2 separate regions of the Sus scrofa genome follow, and region 1 is linked to region 2. The links are chromatin contacts, called in public HiChIP or PLAC-seq maps. All regions are on one chromosome and are shown on one strand. The core of a region is the stretch at or near the end of the contact, and the rest is flanking DNA. Distances in the headings are between cores, read along the strand shown.

The links. HiChIP or PLAC-seq counts read pairs in DNA pulled down with a chosen protein or histone mark.
Region 1: a contact with region 2 is called in an H3K27ac HiChIP or PLAC-seq map of skeletal muscle, with 4 times the contacts expected there. The contact joins the promoter of CNBD2 here to the promoter of EIF6 in region 2. A contact is called at or near these places in 2 of 2 datasets of contacts at active chromatin or transcription factors (alveolar macrophages and skeletal muscle).

What each region holds. Positions count from the first base shown.
Region 1 is chr17:39,242,247-39,248,884 of Sscrofa11.1, reverse strand. It overlaps CNBD2 (cyclic nucleotide-binding domain-containing protein 2), which reads right to left and starts at 3,510. Exons shown (of 13, transcript XM_021077743.1): 1 at 3,138-3,510; 2 at 204-257. The coding sequence starts at 3,488. It overlaps SCAND1 (SCAN domain-containing protein 1), which reads left to right and starts at 3,257. Exons shown (of 1, transcript XM_003134419.4): 1 at 3,257-4,429. The coding sequence starts at 3,694. The coding sequence ends at 4,233. It overlaps PHF20 (PHD finger protein 20), which reads right to left. Exons shown (of 18, transcript XM_021078131.1): 18 at 6,312-6,638.
Region 2 is chr17:38,640,198-38,647,194 of Sscrofa11.1, reverse strand. It overlaps EIF6 (eukaryotic translation initiation factor 6), which reads left to right and starts at 3,300. Exons shown (of 7, transcript NM_001243577.1): 1 at 3,300-3,358; 2 at 3,592-3,703; 3 at 3,841-3,926; 4 at 4,407-4,582; 5 at 5,084-5,260; 6 at 5,461-5,642. The coding sequence starts at 3,597. It overlaps FAM83C (protein FAM83C), which reads left to right. Exons shown (of 4, transcript XM_021078085.1): 4 at 1-2,210. The coding sequence ends at 753.

The DNA.
Region 1 (6,638 bases), core at 2,261-4,760, 600 kb before region 2:
TGGTATGCAATCCACCACCAGTCCTCTTTAACCAATATGTACTGAGTGTCAGGTGGGAATCAGGCCTTGTGTTGGAAGCTAAGTGATACGATTTATGATCCATTCCCAGGTGAGCACCCAACCTAGTGGGAATAAAAATGCCTAACGTGTTAAGTGCATTGGACTAGGAGTCAAAAGAATTCTGTCCTTCTGGAAACACTTACTAGGCTTTTGATTTTGGACCAATCCTTTGCCTCTTGGTATCTTGACTTCTTAACCTGCAAAATCAGGAGAATGAAATACATATAAATATACACATTTTAAACTTAACCTCAGCCCACTGGGTGGGTTCAAGGCTCTGAAATTATATGCAGAAGTATGTTAGTGCATCCTTCTTCTAGTAAGAGGTATTATAACTTTAAAAAAATATATTTGGGGAGTTTATTGACCCAGAGAGTTTAGAATAACTGAATGTGATTTTTGGATTTAATCTCTAAGGTCCCTTCCATTCTAACATTCCACGCCTTCTAGTAGCTCTCTAAGATCTACTAGAAGATCTCTAAAATCTTCAAATACATCTGTAAGATCTCTCCTTCCACCTCTAATAGATATTCTGTGATTCCAATAGGGATAGAAAAAATGGGCTAAAATCAGCTATAATGGAAAAAATAAAAATCATTAATAACAAATACATAAATAAATGAAAACAGGGAAAAAAAGAAATGGGCTAGAGCTCTAACAATCATGATTCCCAGTAACACAAGAGTTCATTCCCTTCTGCAAGACAAAAAGGATTCAATTTTTCAACATGCAATTCTAGGCTCTTTATGATTTACCCTCTAATTGACCTTCCAACTTCAGTCAACTCTCATTCCTTCCCCAGACCCCAGCCACTCCCGTGTCCAGCCTGCAATTTCCACAAAGCTTTGCCCCCATTCAGTCTATGCCTTGGTGCCCGCAGTGCCTTCTACCTGGAATGTCCCTAACTCAAACCTTCTTCTTCTTGAGCCAAGGCTTAAGGTCCTCTCCTCAGTGAAGACTTCCAGGACCCCTCATCCTTGCAGCAGGGTTTGGTGTGTTCCCTTAGCCCTGGATACCGACTGCCTGTTACCACACAGGAAGTAGGGCAGCAAATCCAACTGCCAACTGCCAGGTTGGTAGGCATGACAAACTACAGGCCCCTGTTTTCCCACCTCTAAAAATAAAAAAGAGCAGAACATTGGCTCTAAGGAAACAACAACCTGAGCGCAATAGGAAATGAACTGTTCTGAATGTTAAGGTAACATGAAACAATAGGGAGTGGTAGGGATTGAGGCTAACTGGAACAAAGTATCTTGTCTAAAGGAAGGAGACAGCTCCTACTAATTGTTAACAGGCAGGAATGTGGGTGGGTCCAGTGTAGCCAGCTTGTCCACTTTTTCAAGAAAAGCTGGAAGTCCAGATTTGCACACAAAACCTCCCAGTTTTTACATGTTAGTAACTAAAAACAATAAAGGCCCAGTGTGATGACTTGCAAGGTTTTCAGGCTATGGAAAATGTTCTGTGAGGATCCATTTTAACACATTTGCAAGAGTACATCCTATGGGAGAGGCAAGTTTTATACCAGAGCCACTAGTATGTTGATGGTTGTTTAAACGGCCCATTCATTCTGCACAGAAATCAAAGGGACTGCAAGTGTCATAAAAAGCTTTCATAAGGGACCCGTCTCGTTCCTTAGTTTCCCTGTCTGTGAAATGGGGATACAAAGCATGCATCATCTCACTGACTTTTCATAACTACTAATGACATAAGTTCTATTACATCCAAAATGTACAGACAAGAAAACTCAGAAACAGCAGTTTAATGAAGACAAATATTTAAACAGCCCTTTCTTTCCAAAGTCTTTACTATTTAATCCTCTCAACAACTCTGGCCTATGGCAAATAGATTGGGATTCCACCAAGGCAGCCTAATTCCAACAGGGTAGCACAGTTTTACTTTTCAACATATATGTAATGGAAGCCATATATATAATTTAAAGTTTTTGGATTTCCCGTTGTGCCTCAGTGGGTTAAGAACCCAACTAGTATCTGTGATGATGCAGGTTCCATCCCTGGTCTCATTCAGTGGGTTAAGGATCTGGTGTAGGCCACATAGGCAGCTTGGGATCTGGCATTGCTGTGGCTGTGGCTTAGGCTGGCACTGCAGCTCAGATTCCACCCCTAGCCTAGGAACTTCCATATGCTGTAGGTGCGCCCCCCCCCATAAAAAATAGTTTTCTAGTAGGTCACATTTAAAAAGTAAAATGACACACATGAAATTTGACATTTATATACATATATATATATATTTAGTACCCATGGCATATGGAGGTTTCCAGACTAGGGGTCGAATCGGAACTGTAGCTACTGGCCTAAGCCACAGCCACAGCCACACAGGATCCCAGCGGCATCTGCAACCTACACCACAGCTCACAGCAATGCAGGATCCTTAATCCATTGAGCAAGGCCAGGGATCGAACCTGTGTCCTCATGGATGCTAGGTGGATTCATTAACCACTGAGCCACGACAGGAAATCCTGAATTATATATTTTATTTGACTCAATATATGCAAAATATTATCAATCCAACATGTAACAACAGAAAAAATTACGGCGACACTTTATCTTTTTCATACCAAGTCCTGTATATATGTCACGTTACAGGACATTCCCTTTCTGACTAGCCACATTTCAAGAACTAACGAGGTAAGCATACATACCTAGTGACCACTATATGGCAGTACACATTTAGTCTATTTAGTAATCCTAAAATTAAAAGCAAAACCTACAGCGCCACCTGTCCCTTGATTCCAGAGGACACGCAAAAAAAAAAAAAAAAAAAAAAAGTTCTTCAGCATTTACTTTGTGCCATGAGAAGGGCAAGTTTTACTCTGTGTGCTGAGGATCTTACACACGTTATCTGTGTCACTCCCTCTACCAGGCAGGTGTACTGCCCTCTTTCGACTGAGCGAAAGAACTTTCCCGAGTTGGGCCCTCCCCCTAATGCCTGACAGTCATCCCGCCGTCCCTTCTCTGCCACCTGCTGGGCCCCAGACCCCGCGAGCTCTGGCTCGCCTTCATCCCAATTAGGGTCGGGTAAAAAGGTGCGCATGCAGAGGCAGGGGCGGCGCAGGTCACCTGCCGGCCGAAGCCACCAAGTCGCATGATGACCCTTTTGGGCCCCTCCTCCTTGGGCCTGAGTAGGCGTTCCGGCACCGGCTCCTCCCCCGACTCCTCCTCCAACTCCTCCTCAGAGTTCTCCTCCTCAGAGTCATCCTCCGACACCTCCTCGGGTTCCTTCCCCGCCTCCTCCTTCTCCTCGAACTGGTGCTCGGAGGCGCCACCATCCCGAACTGACCATTGCACGCTTAGATTAGCCGGGTGCCCTGCTGTGGCCGCCGCCTCCTGGCGGGACTCGCGAACGCGAGGGGGCGCCGCGTCCTCGAGCCCAGACTCGGCTTCCGGGCGCTCGCGCACCGAGGTCATCATAGAGAAGCCAGCGGGGACGACCACTTCCGGCCGCCCCAGCCGCTTCGCCGGCGCTGGTAAGCTCACGGCGCCCCCCGCCCGCCTCCCTCAGGGTCTCGCGGACTCCGCCCTCTAGCGGAAACGTCTCCCTCCTTACCCAGCCCCCGCGCAGACGTAGTGCCGCGCCCTCAGCTGCGGGACAAAGAGTGACGTCCGTAGCGGAGTTATGGCGGCCACCGAGCTGAGCTTGGCGGCTACCGGGAGTCTCGCGCTGCCGTTGGGGAAAGAAGAAGGGGCCGGCCCGAGCTCAGGCCCGGAGCGTGACTCTGCGGACTCCTTCTCGACTCCTGAGGCCCCACCGCCTGCCCCCAAGCCCTCCAGCCCCAAGGCCGAGGTCGCCGAAGAGAATCCTACGCCTCACTCGGCCGCCTCCGCCTCCCTGGAGCTGCCCCTCGGGCCCGCAGCCCTGGGCTCCGCGTCGTTTGCCGAAGCAGCTCCGCGCTCACCCCCAGGCCCTGGCGGTTCCCGGCCCGGCCCAGAGACGTTCCGCCAGCGATTCCGGCAGTTCCGCTACCAAGACGCGGCAGGCCCGCGGGAAGCGTTCCGGCAGCTGCGGGAGCTTTCCCGCCAGTGGCTGCGGCCCGACATCCGCACGAAGGAGCAGATCGTGGAGATGCTGGTGCAAGAGCAGCTGCTCGCCATCCTGCCCGAGGCGGCGCGGGCCCGGCGGCTTCGCCGCCGCACAGACGTACGCATTACAGGCTGAGCAGCCGGGCTGCCGGCGGCCCGGCTCTCCATTCTGCGTTAATGAAAAACGAGTTTTGGCTGTTCCTGCAGTCTCGAGTGTCCTTTTCGGTCGTCCTTTGCAATGTTTATTTCCCCGAGCCTATTTCCAACCTTTCTGACTGGTGGCGAAATCAAGTTGGGAGCTCATGAGAATAAAGCCTTTCTTATTCACTTGACCTTCGTAGGTTTTGTGGAATCATTGGGTTGGCTAGGCTTGGGCCTCCACATCTGGGAAATTTTCTCCTGCGCGTTCCCTAGGACCCCACTTGGGTTTCCTTTGTTTGGTAATGTGGGTCCAGCAGCCTGGGTTCCGTATTCGCTCTACCCTCTCACTAGCTGGAATTTGAGCTTGTTTTCCTACCTAAGAGGGTAGATGATGGTTATAGTCTTACCTTATGACTGTGGGATGGTGCAGACAAATTGTTAGCTCTACTAAATACTCGTTTAAGTGGCCATTGCTGTATCAATACTGCCAAACTACTTGTCCCACCTGCCTGCCCTTTGGGCACTGGCTTCCCCAAAGGCCCAATTCATCAGGCTATTTTTTTTTTTTTTAATAGGCAAGAAACAGATTTATTAGGATAGGACGCTTGTGAGAGAAGCAAGCGGGCAGGTGAGCAAGCTTCACCCTGGAGGATACTGTGGGCCAGTTTTATCATCCATGGAAAGTGGGATTGGAAAGGCCCGCCTCTTCCTTCCTGGGAGAAGTAGCTCCTCCTTAGTATCTGATAAGGTGTGTATTCAAATCAGCTGAAGGGCGGTCCTCAAACTCTTGCTCTTGATCTGAATCTGAATGCAGGCCTCTGCGCATCCCCCACCTGAGGACCTGAGGCAATTCTCGCACCTCCACCCGTCTAACCAGCAAGCCTTGTTCTGATGGCTTTCTCCCAACGTCCCCCAGGTTTCCTTCTTTCCCTACTGGGACTTCTACAACCACCCAGGCCTACTCTATCCCTATCATGATCTGAGCCATGTCTGTGACCTACACCTGAGCTCTCCAGATTCTCGACCCACTGAGAGAGGCCAGGGATCAAACCTGCATCTTCATGGATACTAGTCAGATTCGTTTCCGCTGAGCCACAATGGGAAATCCATCAGGCTATTTTAGTAATTGTTTTAGCGCAGGTCCTTACAGAGATAGGCTAGTTATTACTGTTTGTGAGTCTGGTTTAGGCCTCCAAACTCACCTTAACAAATTTTAGGCCTCACAAATGATTTAAGGGGCAGATATAGTGTGAACTAATGGATTACGCTGCTGGAGCTACTCATTTTAATGTCTCTCCAACTGCTTCCCTAATTGTTCAGGAAGGGAAGAAGGAATTTAGTAAGTAATAGGGAAGCTCTGCAATATAACCCTAAAGCCTACTCTGTTCCTTGAGTCTTCTGCCCACCCAGGAAAGAGTTTCATTAGGGTTCACAGACTGGATTGGTCTCAGAAGGGTCCTAGTTGCAGTGGGTGCCATCTTTTAATGTAAGAAAGGCCAGACTTGTCTTCCCTGCACCACTTTCAACAAAAAGCTAAGCCTGTAGCTCACCACAGTACATCTGCCAGATTGGGCTAGAGGCTGGTAAGGGTCATTTTACTTTTTAATATTAAAGACACTGGAGTTCCCGTCATGGCTCAGCAGAAACGAATCTAACTAGGAACTGTGAGGTTGCGGGTTTGATCCCTGGCCTCGATCAGTGGGTTAAGGATCTGGCGTTGCCGTGAGCTGTAGGCTGCAGACATGGCTCGGACCTGAGGTGGCTGTGGTTGTGAGGAAGGCCAGCAGCTGTAGCTCCCACTGGACCCCTAGCCTGGGAACCTCCCTATGCCAAGAGTGCGGCCCCAAAAAGCAAAAAAAGAAAAGAATAAAAAATAAATTACTAAAGACACTTAAATGAATTCCAAAGTATTTTGCATACTTCCTTGGGATTTTGGATTTGAGCTTGCATCTGCCTCCCTGCAGAAGATAAATCTATTTAGAATGTAAAAGAATTCCTTTAAAAGATAATGTTTATAGAAAATTAATGCACATTAAAAATAGGGTAGAGAACTATAATTCAAAAACAAATGACTGAAACATAGCAACAAAAACCTGCTTTATTTTTTTCCAAATACAGATACAGAAGTTTGCATGTTTTGCAAATATTGCTTCAAAGCAACATTTCTATATACAGCGCCTTCTGTTCTAATAGCGTAAACAGATATGTATCCACAGTGCAATGTTGGCTGATCAAGGGTCCACCTTGCATACACTCATTACTTAAAGAAACAAAATGATTAGTCAAACCAGAACTGCTTGTGTCAAGGCAATTTTTTTTTTTTTTTTAAATAGGTGGATGGTTTTTCTCAAAAGAAAACTTAGGTAGTGTACATATTTCTAAATGGTAACAGTAATATTT
Region 2 (6,997 bases), core at 2,051-4,550:
CTGAGTCAGAGCCATGGCCGGCTGGATCTTCTCGTCCCCTTCTCCAGAGGACGAGAGGCAGGAGGCCCTGATTCTGGGGCGACCCCCAACTCAGGTTACCTGTGTCCTGGTGAGCAGGTCCTAGAGGACAGGCGGTTGGCCCCAAATCAGAGATACAACCAGCTGGATCTTCTGCCCCAGGCCCAGGGTGCTGGGGGTGTCCCTGAGTCAGGTGACCCCCGACCTGGCCATCAGACCTCAGAGGACAAGAGACTGTCCCCAAACCACAGCCATGGCCAATTGGACCTCCTGGTACAGTCCTCCAAGGCTGGGGACTCCAGAGTAACCCCAGAAGCCAACTCCTCAGCCAGGACGGGCAAGCAGGGTCCAGACGAGCGACGACAGACCCTGGGCCACAGCCACCTGGACCTCATCACAAAGTTTGGCCCATTCCGGGGCGAGGGTCCTGGGCCCAATGATGTCCCCAGACCAAGCCCTGCTCGAAAGGCTGGAGTGGACTCTGGGGATGAGAAGCGGCTGACTCTGGGCCACAGCAAGCTGGACCTCATCACCAAGTATCATCAATTGCAGGGCACCAGGCAGGGACCTGAGCCTGGCCTCCTACGGGGCCCCACAGGTGGCCATCACAATGGCAATAGCAACGGCCTGTCTGAGAATGAGAAACGGTTGACCCTGGGCCACAGCAAACTGGACCTCATCACTAAGTACAACAAGTCCAAGTTCAAGCTGCTCCGAAGCCGCTTTGAGTCCTAGTCCTGCTCCTAGAAAGGACCTAACTGTCCTCCATCTACTGAAACTCTAGTTTTGCTCAGGTCCCAGAATCATGGGTAGGAGCTTGGGCAGGGGCTGTATGGGGAGGAGAGGGAATCTAGAAGCCCAGGTTAGCTATTCCCTCAGCTCAGGATTCTTGCCCACACGCACATGCACACACACAGGGAAACAGAAGCCACGGTTACTTGGCACCTGCCATTTGTCACTATGCTGGGCACATCACATCATTACATCTTATCCTTCATCCTCACAACACCCGACAAGATAGACATCTAGTAGTTATACAATTCTAGGATCATAAGTATTATCTTCCCTATATTATAAATAAATATGGAGGCTGAGACCCAGCCAGTTTGATGACTTACTTGGAATCAGGTCCAGGTAAGTGGCAGGGGCTCAAACCTGTGTCTCTGACTCTTAATTTCTTATGACTGTGTTTCTGCAGAGACAGGACACACAATATCAACAGTTCACATGTCCCCATGCACTTGAAATCCATATACCATAGAGATACCTCCAAATGCCTGCACAATATATACAGCACACTGACAGGATGCACAGCCACAAACTGCACACCCACCAATGCAGTCCCTGCAATAAACCAAAACACTCAGGATTCTAGTTATAGGTACTCAGTAAATGCCATTCGGCTAAATAAATGGCTACATTCCGTGCACACCATAGATCATTCGGGATCCATCGACCATAAATATGCACATAACCACACACACAAACAAGCGTGCATGCACCAACCAGTGTCTCTTTGTAAGCTGTGTATCCAGTCCTATGCTGTCATACCATAAGGCTGACAAAAGCATCAGATTCAGTCCCTGGGAGACAAGGATTAAATGCATAAACCATTGGTGAGCAAGACAGAGCTGTAACTAATTAAAAGCTAACCAGTGACAGAAGGTGGTAGAGAAAGGAGGGCAAAGAGTAGTGGTGATGATGGAGTGGTGAGAAAGTTTCTTAGAAGAGGCAGCTTTTGAGCCAAGCCTTGCAGGGTGGGAAGAATTTGGACAGATGGAGGTGAGGGTTAGCAGAACTCCTGGTAGAAGTAACCAGGTGAAGAGAGGCCTGGGAGAGGACTGAGGGAGTGGGTCTGAGATGAACTGGGGAGGATGGGGAGGTCGTGGATACTCAGAGTCTGACACACACACACACACACACACACACACACACACACACACACACCATTTTGCTGAGTGTCCCTAGAAATATAGGCTCCCTCAGATAGGGTCCTTTTCCTGAGCTTGCCACCTGCCGGGGACTGTATATGTGATACAAATCAATAAAAGTGGACATGCTATGACCCAGTCGCAGCCTAGTGTATCCTGAGGAAGGCGTAGTTATAAAACTGCAGGCTGGGGACTGGGGAAGGGCATCATCCAAGGAGGGCTCCCAGATGGAGGAGAGTGGATGGCTGCAGACGGCTGGGGGTGGGGTGGGGGGAGGATAGGGGCTCCAAGCTTCCCTATGCCTTCTCTGTGAGTGACATTCTGAGAGACTCTGGGGCTTTTGCAGATTCTATAAAATGTGGGCCAAATTCATGCCCTCCAGTCCACCAGAGCAGGTCTCCTGATAGCTACCTTCTATGAAGTGGGGAGGGGTGGGGTAAGGGGGGGGGAGGGGGAGCAGAAAGTGGCTGCTTTGTGTGATTAAGCACGTGCTAGGGGCACATAGTGGGAGCTCATCAGCCCCCACACCCTTGCCCATTCTGGGTCCTCCCTGACACTGCTTTATCCATCCTCCCCCCTGCAATGGTTTCCTTTACTTCTCTGGCCGCACCTCCTTCCTCAGCCTCTGTCGCGGCCTCAGGTCTCACTTCTGCCTAGTGGACACGTTTTCCATGAGTTTCCTCATCCACCCCAGGCTTCAGTCCCAAATCTCAGCCTTTCAGTCTCTCCAGGGTTCCAGATCAGGCCTGAATATCTGTCCCGCACTTCATTCTATCCCTCACCTCCCCACACCTGCTCTTCCTCCACAGACTTTACTTCAATAAATACTTTCATCAAACAACCCATCTTCTGGAAGACATCCTTTTTTTTTTTTTTTTTTTTAAGGGCCGCACCTGCCGCATATGAAAATTCCTGTCTAGAGGTCGAATTGGAGCTACAGCTGCCAGCCTATGCCACAGCCACACCAGATCCGGAGCCCCCCTGCTGCGATCTTCACTTTGAGGCGACTCCGGATCATTTAACCCACTGAGCGACGAGGTCAGGGATTGAACCTTCATCGTCGTGGATACTAGGCGTGTTCTTAACCCGCTGAGCCACAACGGGAACTCCCAACTCCTCCATTCTGAGGCCTCACGTCCAACCAGCATTGGTCCGGACGTACTTTCTACCTAGCTCCTGATAGAATGAGCAAATGAATGAATGCGAGCTTTGTTGGAGGCGGGGCCAGGTGGGGTCGCAATCCTATTACTTGCAACCATAGAGTCCGCTCGGAGGCCAGAGCTAGAGTGGCCGCATGCGTGGCTGGGTGTGCCGCGCTCTCTCGGAAGTCTCCTAGGGTTGAGGCGGAAACGGGGACCTAAGGAGGGTTGGGGAGGACTGCTGTCGCGTGTGGAGATTGCGTTTACCTGGTGAGCGGTTGTGGCGAGAGACCGAAGGCTCAGCTCGGGCCGCCCTGCGTCGTGAGCGGTGGGGGCCCAAAGATTCGGGGCGGAAGAGTTTGGAGGGGCGCGGTGGGCGGGACCCAAGGTCTGAGGGCCCGAGACGGCCAGGGAGGGGCGCGGCGGGCCTGACGCGCAGCGGCCAGGGGCTGGACCCGGGAGAGGATCCGCCGCGCCTGAACTCCCGTCCCCCCAACCCTTAGGCCTCATGGCGGTCCGAGCGTCGTTCGAGAACAACTGTGAGATCGGCTGCTTTGCCAAACTTACTAACACCTACTGCCTGGTGGCCATCGGAGGATCAGAGAACTTCTACAGGTGCGTAGGAAGGGAGTCCGGGCCCGCGGGTATTGTATGGGTGGGTGGCGGGGAAAAGTGCTTGGAGTCGGGGGCTGCGGCAGAGGGAGGGCTCAGGCCCTTAGGCTCCTGTGCCCACCGAGCTCATGTCTCTACAGTGTATTCGAGGGAGAGCTGGCCGATACCATTCCCGTGGTTCACGCGTCCATCGCCGGCTGCCGCATCATCGGCCGCATGTGTGTGGGTAAGCCGGATGGAAGACGCCGAGGGAGGGCGTGGAGCTTCCCAGCGCCTCCCTAGAAGGGACCCTTAGTGACCCGGGGATTTCCAGGCTTTCATCTATTATCGCCGGAGATTGCAGAATCCCTCAGGCCCGGGCCAGACCAGGCTTAAGTGCCAAAAGATCAGGGGCCATCCCTGGCAAAGGGGCTTCTGGATCATAGTAATCACCAATAACATTAAGGGGTTTCACTTTTACACTTGTTTCATTCCTTTTTAACGAAGATCCTGAGAGGTAGGAATTAATGATCTAATTTGACTGATGAGGAAGCTAAGACTCAAAGAAGCCTGGTGAATCACCCAGTTCCACACCTAGTGTGAGGGAAGATTAGATTGTCCTCTCTCCTAGGCCACTGACTCTGGGCAGATTCCTTGGGGCTCAGCAGGCTTCTTTTGTATTCATGGTCCATCCTTGCCTCATCCCTCTTAATATGGGTCTCTCCAGGGAACAGGCATGGTCTCCTGGTGCCCAACAACACCACCGATCAGGAGCTGCAACACATTCGCAATTGCCTCCCGGATTCAGTGCAGATCCGGCGGGTAGAAGAACGGCTCTCAGCCCTGGGCAATGTCACCACCTGCAACGACTACGTGGCCTTAGTCCACCCAGACTTGGACAGGGTGAGGCAGCCCAGTTTGGCCCAGAGTCACAGGCTATTAGCATAGACAGTGGTTAGCCACTGTTTTTGCCTATCAGGCAGGAATTAGGGGTCTCTCTTGCAGTCTCTTTTTATATCTGGGCTCCTGCAGTTCAGGCACTCTTTGGAATATTGTGATCAGTGTCAGGAAGAAGCTAAGGAGGGTATTAATCCTTTCAGAGTCAGGGAAATTAATCCATCTGGTCCTGCAAGGTGACTCTTGAATGTGGGTTAGAGGGAAGGAGGGTCATGTGGAGACCAGCCTCTGGCTCTTCGGGCATGTGTGGATATTAGACACTCCATAGCTGGCCTAGACTCTGCTCCAAGTTGTATTCCCTCCTTTTTCCGGGCGAGCTTCCACATGCAGCTACCTGGCAGAGGAATGAAGCTTAGGGAGTCACACCCTGGGTGGATCTGGGTGTGGAGGCCCTGGGTTCTTTGATCAGCTTGTTCTTAGCCCAAGCACTGCACCTTTGGCTGACAGGAAACAGAAGAAATCCTGGCTGATGTGCTCAGGGTTGAAGTCTTCAGGCAGACAGTGGCTGATCAGGTGCTGGTAGGAAGCTACTGTGTCTTCAGCAATCAGGGCGGGCTGGTGCATCCCAAGACTTCAATCGAAGACCAGGATGAGCTGTCCTCTCTCCTTCAGGTCCCCCTTGTGGTAAGCATTCCTATTCTCTGGCCCCTGTCTTCTGCTGGAGCAGACCCCTTTTGCCCAGTATTCAGGAATCTGGGTTATTACCTGTCACAGTTTGGGGTTGGGGCTGAGGGTCAGGGAGCAGGGTTTGGTGAGTATCCTCATAAAGCAGGGGAGAGACTGGCTGTTGGTGCTGAGATTCACACTGAGCTGTCCCTTGGCAGGCGGGCACTGTGAACCGAGGCAGCGAGGTGATCGCTGCTGGGATGGTGGTGAATGACTGGTGTGCCTTCTGTGGCCTGGACACAACCAGCACAGAGCTGTCAGTGGTGGAGAGTGTCTTCAAGCTGAACGAAGCCCAGCCTAGCACAATTGCTACCAGCATGCGGGATTCCCTCATTGACAGGTATATGGGCCTCTCCTTTTGAGAGGAGGGGAGGGAGATGCTGCCTGTAACGGGAGCCACGCTGTATTAGTACTGGTAATTTCTTCTGCATGTGAGGCCACCTCTGCACACTGCTGAGCAGGCACAGGGTATAGTTAGCAAGCAGTGCTGGGTATCTGCCTATCCCCATCTCTGAAGACTCTGGTTCAGTGTATCCCCTCTCTGTCTGTCTTATTTTATAACTGACCACGTTGTTTTGTAGTTTGTATCATCCTATGTGTTGGTGTTTCCAGCCAGTAGACAGAAGAGAGCTTTTTTGAGGGAAGGAGGGAAGGCTGCTTTTAGAAACTGAGGCGACCCTAGGTGCCTAAGGAACTCAGGGTTGTGAGGATGGCATCAAAATCATAGTCATCTGGACTTATGTGGATTCAAAACAAAAGCAGGTTCTTGGCCTTAACCCTGGAGATATTGGGGTGGTGGGCTCTAGAAGCTCTTCCTTTGGAAGAGCAGCAGGTGCTGGATATTTAGCATTCCCCCCACCCCCACCGCTCCATTTAGGCTCCTTCTCAAGGCATAGGATAGAAACTCCAAAGTAGAGCAAGTGGCCAGTAGTAGTAAGAAAGTGACTCCTTTCTTACCAGGGACAAAATTTCCCTTCATTTTCTCTCCTTCATTCATTTAGTAGCCTGATGGTCATTGACCCCTATGGACAAGGCTCCATGTGGGATAGTTAGGCAACTTTGTGCTACATCATGGCTCTGAGGGACTCAGTGCAGCAGGTAAGAGAAGATGTAGTGGCCAGGAGTTCCCGTCGTGGCGCAGTGGTTAACGAATCCGACTAGGAACCATGAGGTTGCGGGTTCGATCCCTGCCCTTGCTCAGTGGGTTAACGATCCGGCGTTGCCGTGAGCTGTAGTGTAGGTTGCAGACGCGGCTCGGATCCCGCGTTGCTGTGGCTCTGGCATAGGCCGGTGGCTACAGCTCCGATTGGACCCCTAGCCTGGGAACCTCCATATGCCTCGGGAGCGGCCCAAGAAATAGCAACAACAACAACAACAAAAAGACAAAAAGACAAAAAAAAAAAAAAAAAAAGATGTAGTGGCCACATAGCCACTTCAAAGATGAAATATCTGGTGCCTTACATGGCTTCAGAAGTTCCCATGAGACACTTTGTGGAATCCAGGAAGGTTTTGTGGAGGGCAGATCATTTGATCGGGGCTTCAGGGAATGAGAAGATAATTGGATATGCAAAGATAGGGTGAGGAAGCACTTCAGACAGACCCAGAGATGGGGAAGTGTGAAAGGTGTGAAGGGGAAAGGTTTTATTCCCAGAGTGTTGTGGACTCTGAATGTCCATGTCAGAAAGTTTTGACTGT